Regions from separate parts of the Mus musculus genome. Here regions 1 and 2 are each linked to region 3. The links are chromatin contacts, called in public Hi-C and HiChIP or PLAC-seq maps. All regions are on one chromosome and are shown on one strand. Each heading gives the region's core, a stretch centred on a gene start, on an enhancer-like site or on the middle of the called end of the contact. The rest is flanking DNA. Distances are from core to core; before and after follow the strand shown.

Region 1 (3,147 bases), core at 562-3,061, 450 kb before region 3:
CTGAGAAAGCTTAGCATCCCCACAGCCGACAGCCTGCTCCAATCCCTCTCCTTCCTTCTGACTTACCCTGCCTTCCTCTTCCCTGACTCGGAAACCTCTTCCTCCTCGTCCTCCTCGTCCTCCTGGTGTTTCTTCCTGAGGTGTTTCCGTCTCTTCCGCTTCTTCTGGAGGCTGCTCCCGTTACTACCCACTGCCTCCTCGCCGCTCTCGCTGTCTTCCAACAACTTATAAGAACGGTTTTTCTCTAGCAGGGCTCGGGCCTCTCGCTCAGCTGCCCGAGCTGGCTTTTCCACCACAGCCTTCCGTGGCACCTGCCGGTAGATATGACAGCTCCTGACCTCAGTACCCTCATTTGCCTACGAACCGGTTACTATATCTAAAGCCTGTCTCCATCTTTCTCTTCTTCGTGGTCTTGTTCTACGGTCATAGCTCAACAGGGCTCCGCAGCTTCTGAACGTCCTTCTAGGAATCCACTGAGCAAATGATTACTGAAAGCCATCCCGTGGTGGAGGCAAAGAACCAGCTCTCACAGGTTGTACGCTCACAGCCTCACACGGGCATATGCACGAACTAAAACTTCTTCCTAACTTTAATGACTTACTTTTATTTTTATGTGCACTGGTGTTCTGCCTGCAACGTGAGCTGTGTGTGAGGGTGCTGAATCTCATAGAACTGGAGTTACAGTTGTGAGTTGCCACGTGGGTTCTAGAAATTGAACCTGGTTCCTCTAGAGGAACAGCAAGTGGTCTTAATCCCTGAGCCATCTCTTCTTGCCCCACGATAGAATTTTTTTTTTAAAGTATTGGTTCTGAGCTTAAGTAGTTTATGTTCTAAAACCCATTTTCTTTTCATGATTTATTTTTCATTTATTTATGTGTATGGGGTACCTGGCAAAGGCCAGAAGCCCTCCGATCTCCTTGGAGCTGGAATTACAGATGGTTGTGTGCCACTAGGCCTGGTTGCTGAGAACTGAACTCAAGTCTTCCAGATGCACAAGGGGTCTTAACTGCTAAGCCATCCCTCCCCAGCCTCGATCCTATTTCCTAAATGCTAATTCTCCTAGCTCTGTTCTCAGTGACTCTTTCCCAGGGCTGGGGATTGAATCCAAGGCTTACTGTATGCTAGACAAACATTCTACCAACTGAGCTACATCCTTAGGCCTGGGGTATGTGCTGTAACTAACAATGGCTCTAGCTTAAACATGTATGTAGAGCCCCATCTCGAGTCTTCTCCACAGACCTGTATACACCCAACACCTAGCATGATATCTAGATAACAGAGGAAAAAAATTAAATGGTGGGCGGAACCAAGAATGAAAGGTCTCTCTGTCACCCCACTACCAGGGAGGCTCGCTGCAAGTTCTAAGCCAGCCTGTGTACTATATTGAAAGTTGCAGGCTATCACAGAATAGACAGCCACACTGCGTACGAGCCAATTCGGCTGTGAGTGGCCTGCCCCGGCGGCACACACCTTGCTCCAGAGCTTCAGGGCGAAGTCCCGCGCCGGCCCCCCGAGGTCCAGGGTGTCGGTGTCCCGCAGGCGCTGCACGAACTCCTCGGCGGAGGCGCAGCGCTGTGCGGTGCCGATCAGGAACTGCGCGACGTGCCGCTCGCTCAGCCCCAGCACCGAGTGCAGCTCCTCCTGCACCCACCGCTCCAGCCCCGCCGGCGTCGCCATGGCGACGCGTCCTGCTCCGGGCGCGCAACCGCGGAACGGCCAGGACTGCGGCGGGGACAGAGCCTGCGGTACTACCGCCTCGCTCCGGCTGCCGTAGAGACTCCAATTCCACAGACCGCGAAACCCGGAAAGAGTCGCGCTCTTCCGGCCAGGGATCGACGGTGGCTGGGCGGGTTCAAATCGCGCAGCCTCTTTCCCGACGCTAAGTGCAAGAGGCTTTCATGCACAGCCTCGTCCAAGCTCTCCGTCGCCCCCTAATGATCTGTGCGCGGGTGCAGTTCTCTATCAATACAAGCTGTCAGTGATGACTAACTAGTTCCCACAGCTGGGATAAATAAAAGACGTACAAATCAGGGTTAGGAAAACAAGATATATAACAAAGGGCTGGAGAGACGGCTCAGCGAAGTCGAGTTCGATTCGGTGCACCCACATCCCTCACCAACAACCACGTATATCTCCAGATCCAGGAGGATCTACCACCTCTGGTCTCTTCTGACACCTGCACTTGTGTGCACGTGCTCATACACAAACACACATACACCTAATTTTTTTAAAAATAAATTTTTTTTTTTTGGTTTTTCGAGACAGGGTTTCTCTGTCTTGGAACTCACTTTGTAGACCAGGCTGGCCTCGAACTCGGAAATCTGCCTGCCTCTGCCTCCCGAGTGCTGGGATTAAAGGCGTGCACCACCACGCCCGGCCTAACTTAAAATATTAAAAATTAAAACAACAAAAACTAAAGGTACATAATAAATACATTTAGGTGGGAGTTTGGGTATCATAAGATTTTAATATTTATTTATTTAATGTGCATGTGGGTTTGCCTGCATGAATTTATCTGCACAGTATGTGTGTGTGTGTGTGTGGTGTGTGTGTGTGTGTGTGTGTGTGTGCCCTTTTAGGTCAGAGATATTGTGTCTCTCTGAACTTGGAGTTACTGGTGGTTGGGACCTGCCTGATATAGGTGCTGGGAACCAAACACCAGTCTTCTGAGAGCAGCAAGTGCTCTTAACCACTGAATCATCTCTCCAGCCCCTCTATTGGGTGTGTGTGTGTGTGTGTGTGTGTGTGTGTGTGTGTGTGTGTAGGCATTTTACTTGCAAGTATGTATACCACTCAGAATCTGGAGGAGGGCATTGGATCTCCTGAAAATGTAGTTAGGGGTGTTTTTGAGACATCACGTGAGTGCTGGGAGTTAAACCTAAGTGTTCTTAATTGAGAAGCCAGCTCTCCAGTTCACCATTTAAAAAACAAAAACAAAAAACAAAAAAACACGGGACTCATGTACAATTAGCTGGCCTTGTATGTACTACATAGCTAAAGATAACTTTGAACTCTTATTTATTTATTTATTTACTTACGCACTTAATTACTTACATCCTCAAAGCTGCCCCCTCCTGGTCCCCCCTGAAAGAGTTTCTCCCCCTATTCCCCTTCTCCTCTGAGAGGGCACCTCCCCACCCCAGTATC
Region 2 (3,105 bases), core at 605-3,104, 370 kb after region 3:
GATCTCAGCTCCTCGATGATTGGTCCACTTGGAGAGGCCTACGAAAAACTCCCGGCCTGAATCCCGGGAGGATGCGAAGGTTTGAAGGCCAGAGTGAGTTTGGAGTCAAGACCTGAGATCTCCTAGTCTCCCAAACTCTGCTTCCCTTGCCAAGCCCACATAGGTGCTGACCATCCGTTGCCTCACCGGTGAAGAGGACGTCGGTGCCGTCCAGCGTCGCATTCTCATCCCCCATCTCCACAATTCGGAGTCCCAAGTCCTGGAGGGCTTTACGCACTCCATCAACCTTGGAGAAGAGAGAGCAGGCAGAGACATCCTCACTCCCTATTTTCTGCCAATCCCAGACATCCAGCCTCCTCCCCTCGACCTTCTTCCACCCCACCCCGCGCAATCCTGTTCTCCAACACACCCGCACCCGGGTCCTCACCTCAGGCCTACGTGCTGGGCTCCAGGGCCTTGTGATTAGGGCCGTGTCTCCTTGGATCACAGCCGTGTCACCAAGCAGTGGTCCCAGCGGCAGTGACTCCTCAGGAGGCAGTTCAAGCAGCTGCAGCCCTAGTCGTTGCCTCAGTTTACCTCCTAGTACTCCATGCTCCCTTTGAGCTTTAGCCAGGTCCAGAGCCGGAAGACCAGCGCCAGCACCTTCCCCGGATGCCAAGCTCTCGGGGACACCCCGGATCAGGGCATGGGAACAACGACCCAGCCCCTCCCCCGGCGTCCCCATCACATCCACACCGAAGCCCCTTCCAGCCAAGCTGTTTTGTTTTTTCTCTTGACTTCACTGGTCTAAGAGAAGAAACAGAAAGGGGTGGGGGTAGAAGAGAAAGACATGCAAAGAAGAGAAGGGGTGAGTGTTAAAAGCTCCTAGGTCTTCCTCCTGCCATCTCCAGGCGCCCCTCCCACTCTGCCCCACCCCCTCCAAACCTTCTGGCTCTGTGGACCCCGCTCAGCCTCCTTTCACCGGGGATCTGCTTTAAGAGGCGCCCAAGGGAACAAGACTTGGATCCTTAATCTCCCAAACACCTGTTGCCCCTGCTCGGGGCTCCGCTAGGTCCCTGCCCCGCGCCCCTCCTGGCAGCCGCTAGGATGCGCTCACTCCCCAAAAATGCGGCGGCCCCGCCCCCTTAACCCTCAGCTGCTCGCAGCAGGAGGGACCCAAAGTCCTGCCAGGGACCCGCAGAGGTTATAGGACTGGAAAAGAAAACTGGGTGGTGAATCAGGACCTGGGGTGTGAAGTCCCGTATGCTCGAAGGAGAAAGGGAAACGGGCGCAAACCCGAGGAACTAGAATCTAAGGAGTTAAGCATCCTCTCTCTCCACCCCGGGTCGTCACGCTGCCCTTCGAGCGACCCAGTACAAACCAGACTTAGTCCCGGAGGACTGGGAGAGGTCTTAAACGAAATCTGGAGGGCGGAGAAACGGGGGAGGGGCGCGGCGTGGAGCCACTCCAGGCTTCAGAACTCCGTACCCCTGTCCATCTTCTAAAGTCTACCCCGCCCAGCTCTTCGCCCAAGTGCAGGTTATTCGCACACTCCGTCCGGTGCAGGGACGTATGCAGCACCCCCAAACTCCAGTCTCCCCATACCGTTTCGGAGACAGCCCCCTCTTCAGACTCACCAGCGGCCACCTCCACTCCTGCAGCCTTGTGATTTCAGCCTTGGCCCCACCCCCAGAGGAGAGAGTTAATGAAGATGGGAGTCTGAGTCCTCAAGCTGGAGAGACGGATAGCTCGGGCTTTTGAGGGGTTCCCAGGGTAGGCGAGCTCACGTACGACGATGGGGCGGGGGCGCGATGGTCTGGCGGCTCCGGGGCATTGTCTAAGCGGGACGGGGCGGGACCTTCTAAGACCACGCCCATTCCGCCCTGCTAGGCCGCGCCCATTCCTCCAGGGCTGAGTGCCCCCCTTCCCTGAACTCAGGCACCGCCCCCAGAGCAGTGTCCAGGCCCACCCTGATCCTGCTAGCCCTGGCTGTGGGGTTACAATCGCGATGTGGACCACGAAACAGCCCTCTTATGGACAGATACAAAACATGGCAGCCCCTGTACAAACACTCCCCTCCCAAATTCCCAGCAGTTACACTGAGCTTAAAAGATCACTGACCCTTCTCTTCATTTGGAGCCCACTACACTTTAAGCCGTCTTTGTGTAAAAACAACACTAGATTTTTTTCCATTCTGTATTTTATTACTGAAATGCGTTGTCCTACCCACCCCATCCCAAAATAAAAATCTTACCCTTGTCCACTATCCTTTGCCTTATCCCACAGCCCCACCCCACAAGTGCCCCGGATTTCCTGCCCACTGGCAATTTCGGAGTGTGTCCATTATGCAGCAACGTGGAAGCCCCCCGAAGCCTCTGTGGAGAGCACAGAGTGGGTGAAGGACCCTTTAAAAAGTGCTCATTTGAGAGCCCTGGCCACTTGCTCATAGGCTAGCTCTATCTCTTCATCATCTGGACAGGTGGAGGCAAATTCTTCCCGGGCATAAGCGTTGCTCAAGTACCGATGCACTCCACGGAATGCCTCTGGGATGGTGAAGCCTCTGTACTTTTTGCACACCACCTAAAGGTTAGAGAGAGGTCAGTGTGTTAGCCCCAGGGAAGGCATGCTTGCTTTGCTTTGAAGCTGTTGAACTTTCTCTTCCTTTAGGGTCTGCCAGGTAAAAAACAAAAACAAAAAACAAAACAAAACAAACAAAAAACCGAGCCCTGTCCAGGATGCCAGACCAATGAACTTCGATTCTTACAAGCTTTTTTGCTGCCGTTCTTTTGAGATAGGGTCTCTCTGTGTCACGCAGGCTGGATGATCTCTGGAATGGTATTACAGACATGTACCCTGTGCCTAGAGTCTTTAAAAATTGTACTTTTAGATGTTATTTATTTAGGCTTTTCAAGACAGGGTTTCTCTGTGTAGCCCTGGCTGTCCTGGAACTTGCTCTGTAGACCAGGCTGGTCTCAAACTCTGGAATGCACCCATCTCTACCTCCTAAGGGCTGGGATTAAAGGCGTGCACCACCATGCTGGCTAGACTTATTTTTATTTTATGAGGATGGGCGTTTGTTTATTTGTATGACTGTGCATCAGATCCTCTGGTCTGAGTTACAGATGC
Region 3 (3,035 bases), core at 10-2,509:
GAGGCTACAGGGCAACTGAAGGGAGCAGCTGTTGTTACCTCAGGGAAATTCTCTCCTTCCCTCCTGAGACAGCCTGGGCACTGTCCAGGGAGAAGGCTGAGCCCTGGGAGAGTCAGTGCAGTCACTGTGATGAGGGATCAGGAGACCCAGGGTCACTCTCTCCCCTGTGAGACAGGGGCATCACCCAGCTGAGGGTTTCTTCTTCCCCAGGACTGAGCCCCAGCCCGAGGGCAGAGGGAGGAGCTGCCCGCGGCCCCTGCACCTGTGCACAGCAGCGTCTCCTTCCGGAGCTGCAGGTATCTGCGGAGCGACTGCACGCAAGCGCCCTCCAGGTAGGCCCGGTCTCTCTCTGCAATACCAGCCTGCTCCCACTTGTGTAGGGTGATCTGTGCAGCCATGTCCGCCGCCGTCCAGGTTTTCAGGTCTTCGTTCAGGGCGATGTAATCGCGGCCTTCATAGGCGAACTGCAGGTACCCGCGGAGGAGGCGCTCGTCGGACCCCACGTCACAGCCATACATCCACTGGAGTGTGTGAGAGCCTGCGGGACCCAGTGGTCAGTCCCTCCTCCGCCCACCCCCCCCCCCACCCCCCACCGCGGACTCCTCCAAACTGAAAGGGAATCCGGTCCTGGGTCAGTTCTGCTCCTGAAACTCGGACTTTGGACCCGGGACCTCACCGGCCTCTGTTTCGGGACGTGGAGGGGTCGTGACCTCCGACCCGGGGTCACTCACCGCCCTTGCTCTGGTTGTAGTATCTCTGTGCGGTCCTCAGGCTCACTCGGAAACTCTCCTCATGGCCCTTGGCTTTCTGTGTCTCCCGCTCCCAATACTCCGGCCCCTCCTGCTCCATCCACCGCGCCCGCGGCTCCATCCTCGGATTTTCCGCGTCGCTGTCGAAGCGCACGAACTGCTTGTTGTCCACGTAGCCGACGATAATGAACCGGGGCTCCACGAGGCCGGGCCAGGACACAGCAGTGTGGAAATACCGCAGCGAGTGTGGGCCTGGGGGCGGCGCGCGGTGAGACCCCGACCTCCTCCCGGGACCCCGGTCGGGTACGCGGGCCGGGAGTGGAGCAGGGCTCGGGGCTCGGGTGGAGAAGGGGCGGAGGTCCGGTGGGCGACGCGGGGACGCGGCACAGGGGCTGTTTCCCTCCCGACCCCGCACTCACCCGCGCGGGTCTCGATCAGGGTCAGGGCGGCCGCCACCAGCAAGAGCAGCGTTGTTAGAGCCATTGCTCCTCTCGGGGATTCAGGTCGACTGACTCCTGTGGGCAGCGTGGACTTTACAACCCGCTCCCGCGCCGACGCTGATTGGTTCCCGGTGATCACCTCACCCAATAGGGGTGAGAACTGTTACAGGTCATCAGTGTCCTGGCAGAATGAACTGACCCAGGTTAGGAGCAGAAGTGAAACTGGGGAGATGGGGAATCCCCAGCCATGGGCTTCCCCACCCTTGACCTCACAGCCTGGAGATTAAGACTTTGCCTGAACCCTGTGCCGGGGACAGAGAGCTGTTTGTCATGGTGTCTCCGAGTTCTGATCCAGAAGCTGTCAGGACACCAGGAGAGACCCGCAGGCCATACTCTCTGTGCCCTATCCTCCACTCTTCCTCTTCCTTCTTCTCTTCAGAAGTCAGACCTTGGAGTCTTCTAGAAGAAATGCCACTTCTGGGAATACAATGGAGACACAAGCACTTGGGGATGCAGTGAAGATAGGCTTCTCCTTAAAGCAGAGGCGCTGGTCTGCAAAGCCCCACATGGACTCCATAGAGACCAGGCTCTGTTCACCTGCAATGGGCGGCTCACACTTCCAAGCCTGAGTGCAGGACTCTCATCAGTTAAGTGTAGACTTCGCCTCTCTCCTCAGGATCTGTCTTCTCACAGATTCCTTGTGTTACCTCCTAGTTGAAGAGCTGTGGCTGCAGGGTTTTTGTTTGTTTGTTTGTTTGTTTGTTTCTTCTTTGGTTTTTTTTTTTTTTTTTTTAGAGATAGGGTTTTTCTGTATAGCACTGGCTGTCCTGGAACTCACTTTGTACTCCAGGCTGGCCTCGAACTCAGAAATCCACCTGCCTCTGCCTCCCAAGTGCTGGGATTAAAGGCATGTGCCACCACGCCCGGAATCTTTGTTTTGTTTTTGTTTTTTAAAACAAAGATCTTCCTTCTGAGTTTGTCTGTGTAGACCTGGGACTCAGCACAGGAGATCCCCTTGTCCACTGAAGAGAGACCCCTGTGCAGACCACAGACAGCAGGGCACTGATCGCTGTCTCCACTGCACTTCTCTATTTCTGCACTTCCAAGGTGCAGTTGCTTTAGTGACTCAATCACAGTAGGAGAGGAACTGTCACCAACTATAACACAGAATAAATATGATAGTATGGTAGAAGCTATGTAATTTCTGACCCTCTCCCTCCCTCCCTGACCTTCACTCACACGTATGAGCTGATGAGGTGAGGGACATGAATGTCACAGCTGTGTGGGACATGGGTTCTGATAATTGAGTTGGCCCCAGAGTTCCCCAGGCCTGTGCAGTGTGGACACTGGAAGAAAGATGATTCTCATGCCAGAGAGCACACACTGGTGATGTGAGGTTTCATCCCTGATCAGTAGTGTGGAGGAAAGATTAAATTTACCCATTTCATGATTCTGTAGATCTTTTCAAATAGCAGCCACAGAAGTGAAGTGGAAAGAAGAGCAGAGATGGGTGGGTACTCCCAAAGTGAGTCACTCATCACACAGAGCAACGAATGTGTGTGACCACAGGTGTGAACTCCAGTCACCTCCCCATGAACGTCTCCACAGCTGCCCCCCCCAGCCTCACCAGGATTCAGCAGACCCTGTCTCCCTGAACCCCTCTTATTAGATGCTGTGAGCATTTTCCATGGGGACTTGATGCTCTTAGGTTTCCTCCTGACCAACCTAGGGATGCTGCTGGGGTTAGGCAGCTTCACAGACAGGATCTGACTCCATTGCTTTTCTTCTTATTTTACTATGGGTTTTGTTTGTTTGTTTAGACAAGGTCTATCTGCACAGCCCTGGC

Evidence for each region. A called contact is a pair of places that touch in the nucleus more often than the background predicts. HiChIP or PLAC-seq counts read pairs in DNA pulled down with a chosen protein or histone mark.
Region 1: a contact with region 3 is called in an H3K27ac HiChIP or PLAC-seq map of microglia, with 7 times the contacts expected there. The contact joins the promoter of Dhx16 here to the promoter of H2-Q6 in region 3. A contact is called at or near these places in 1 of 484 Hi-C or Micro-C datasets (B cells), 1 of 115 datasets of contacts at active chromatin or transcription factors (microglia) and 1 of 9 other capture datasets (adipose tissue).
Region 2: a contact with region 3 is called in a Hi-C map of B cells, with 5 read pairs. The contact joins the promoter of Ddah2 here to the promoter of H2-Q6 in region 3. A contact is called at or near these places in 1 of 484 Hi-C or Micro-C datasets (B cells) and 1 of 115 datasets of contacts at active chromatin or transcription factors (memory CD8 T cells).

Annotation. Positions count from the first base shown.
Region 1 is chr17:35,878,442-35,881,588 of GRCm38.p6, reverse strand. It overlaps Dhx16 (DEAH (Asp-Glu-Ala-His) box polypeptide 16), which reads right to left and starts at 1,811. Exons shown (of 20, transcript NM_026987.2): 1 at 1,471-1,811; 2 at 67-311. The coding sequence starts at 1,677.
Region 2 is chr17:35,057,784-35,060,888 of GRCm38.p6, reverse strand. It overlaps Ddah2 (dimethylarginine dimethylaminohydrolase 2), which reads right to left and starts at 1,854. Exons shown (of 7, transcript NM_001190449.1): 1 at 1,617-1,854; 2 at 428-786; 3 at 187-286; 4 at 1-56. The coding sequence starts at 724. It overlaps Clic1 (chloride intracellular channel 1), which reads right to left. Exons shown (of 6, transcript NM_033444.2): 6 at 2,170-2,559. The coding sequence ends at 2,398.
Region 3 is chr17:35,423,074-35,426,108 of GRCm38.p6, reverse strand. It overlaps H2-Q6 (histocompatibility 2, Q region locus 6), which reads right to left and starts at 1,259. Exons shown (of 7, transcript NM_207648.2): 1 at 1,169-1,259; 2 at 732-1,001; 3 at 263-538. The coding sequence starts at 1,232.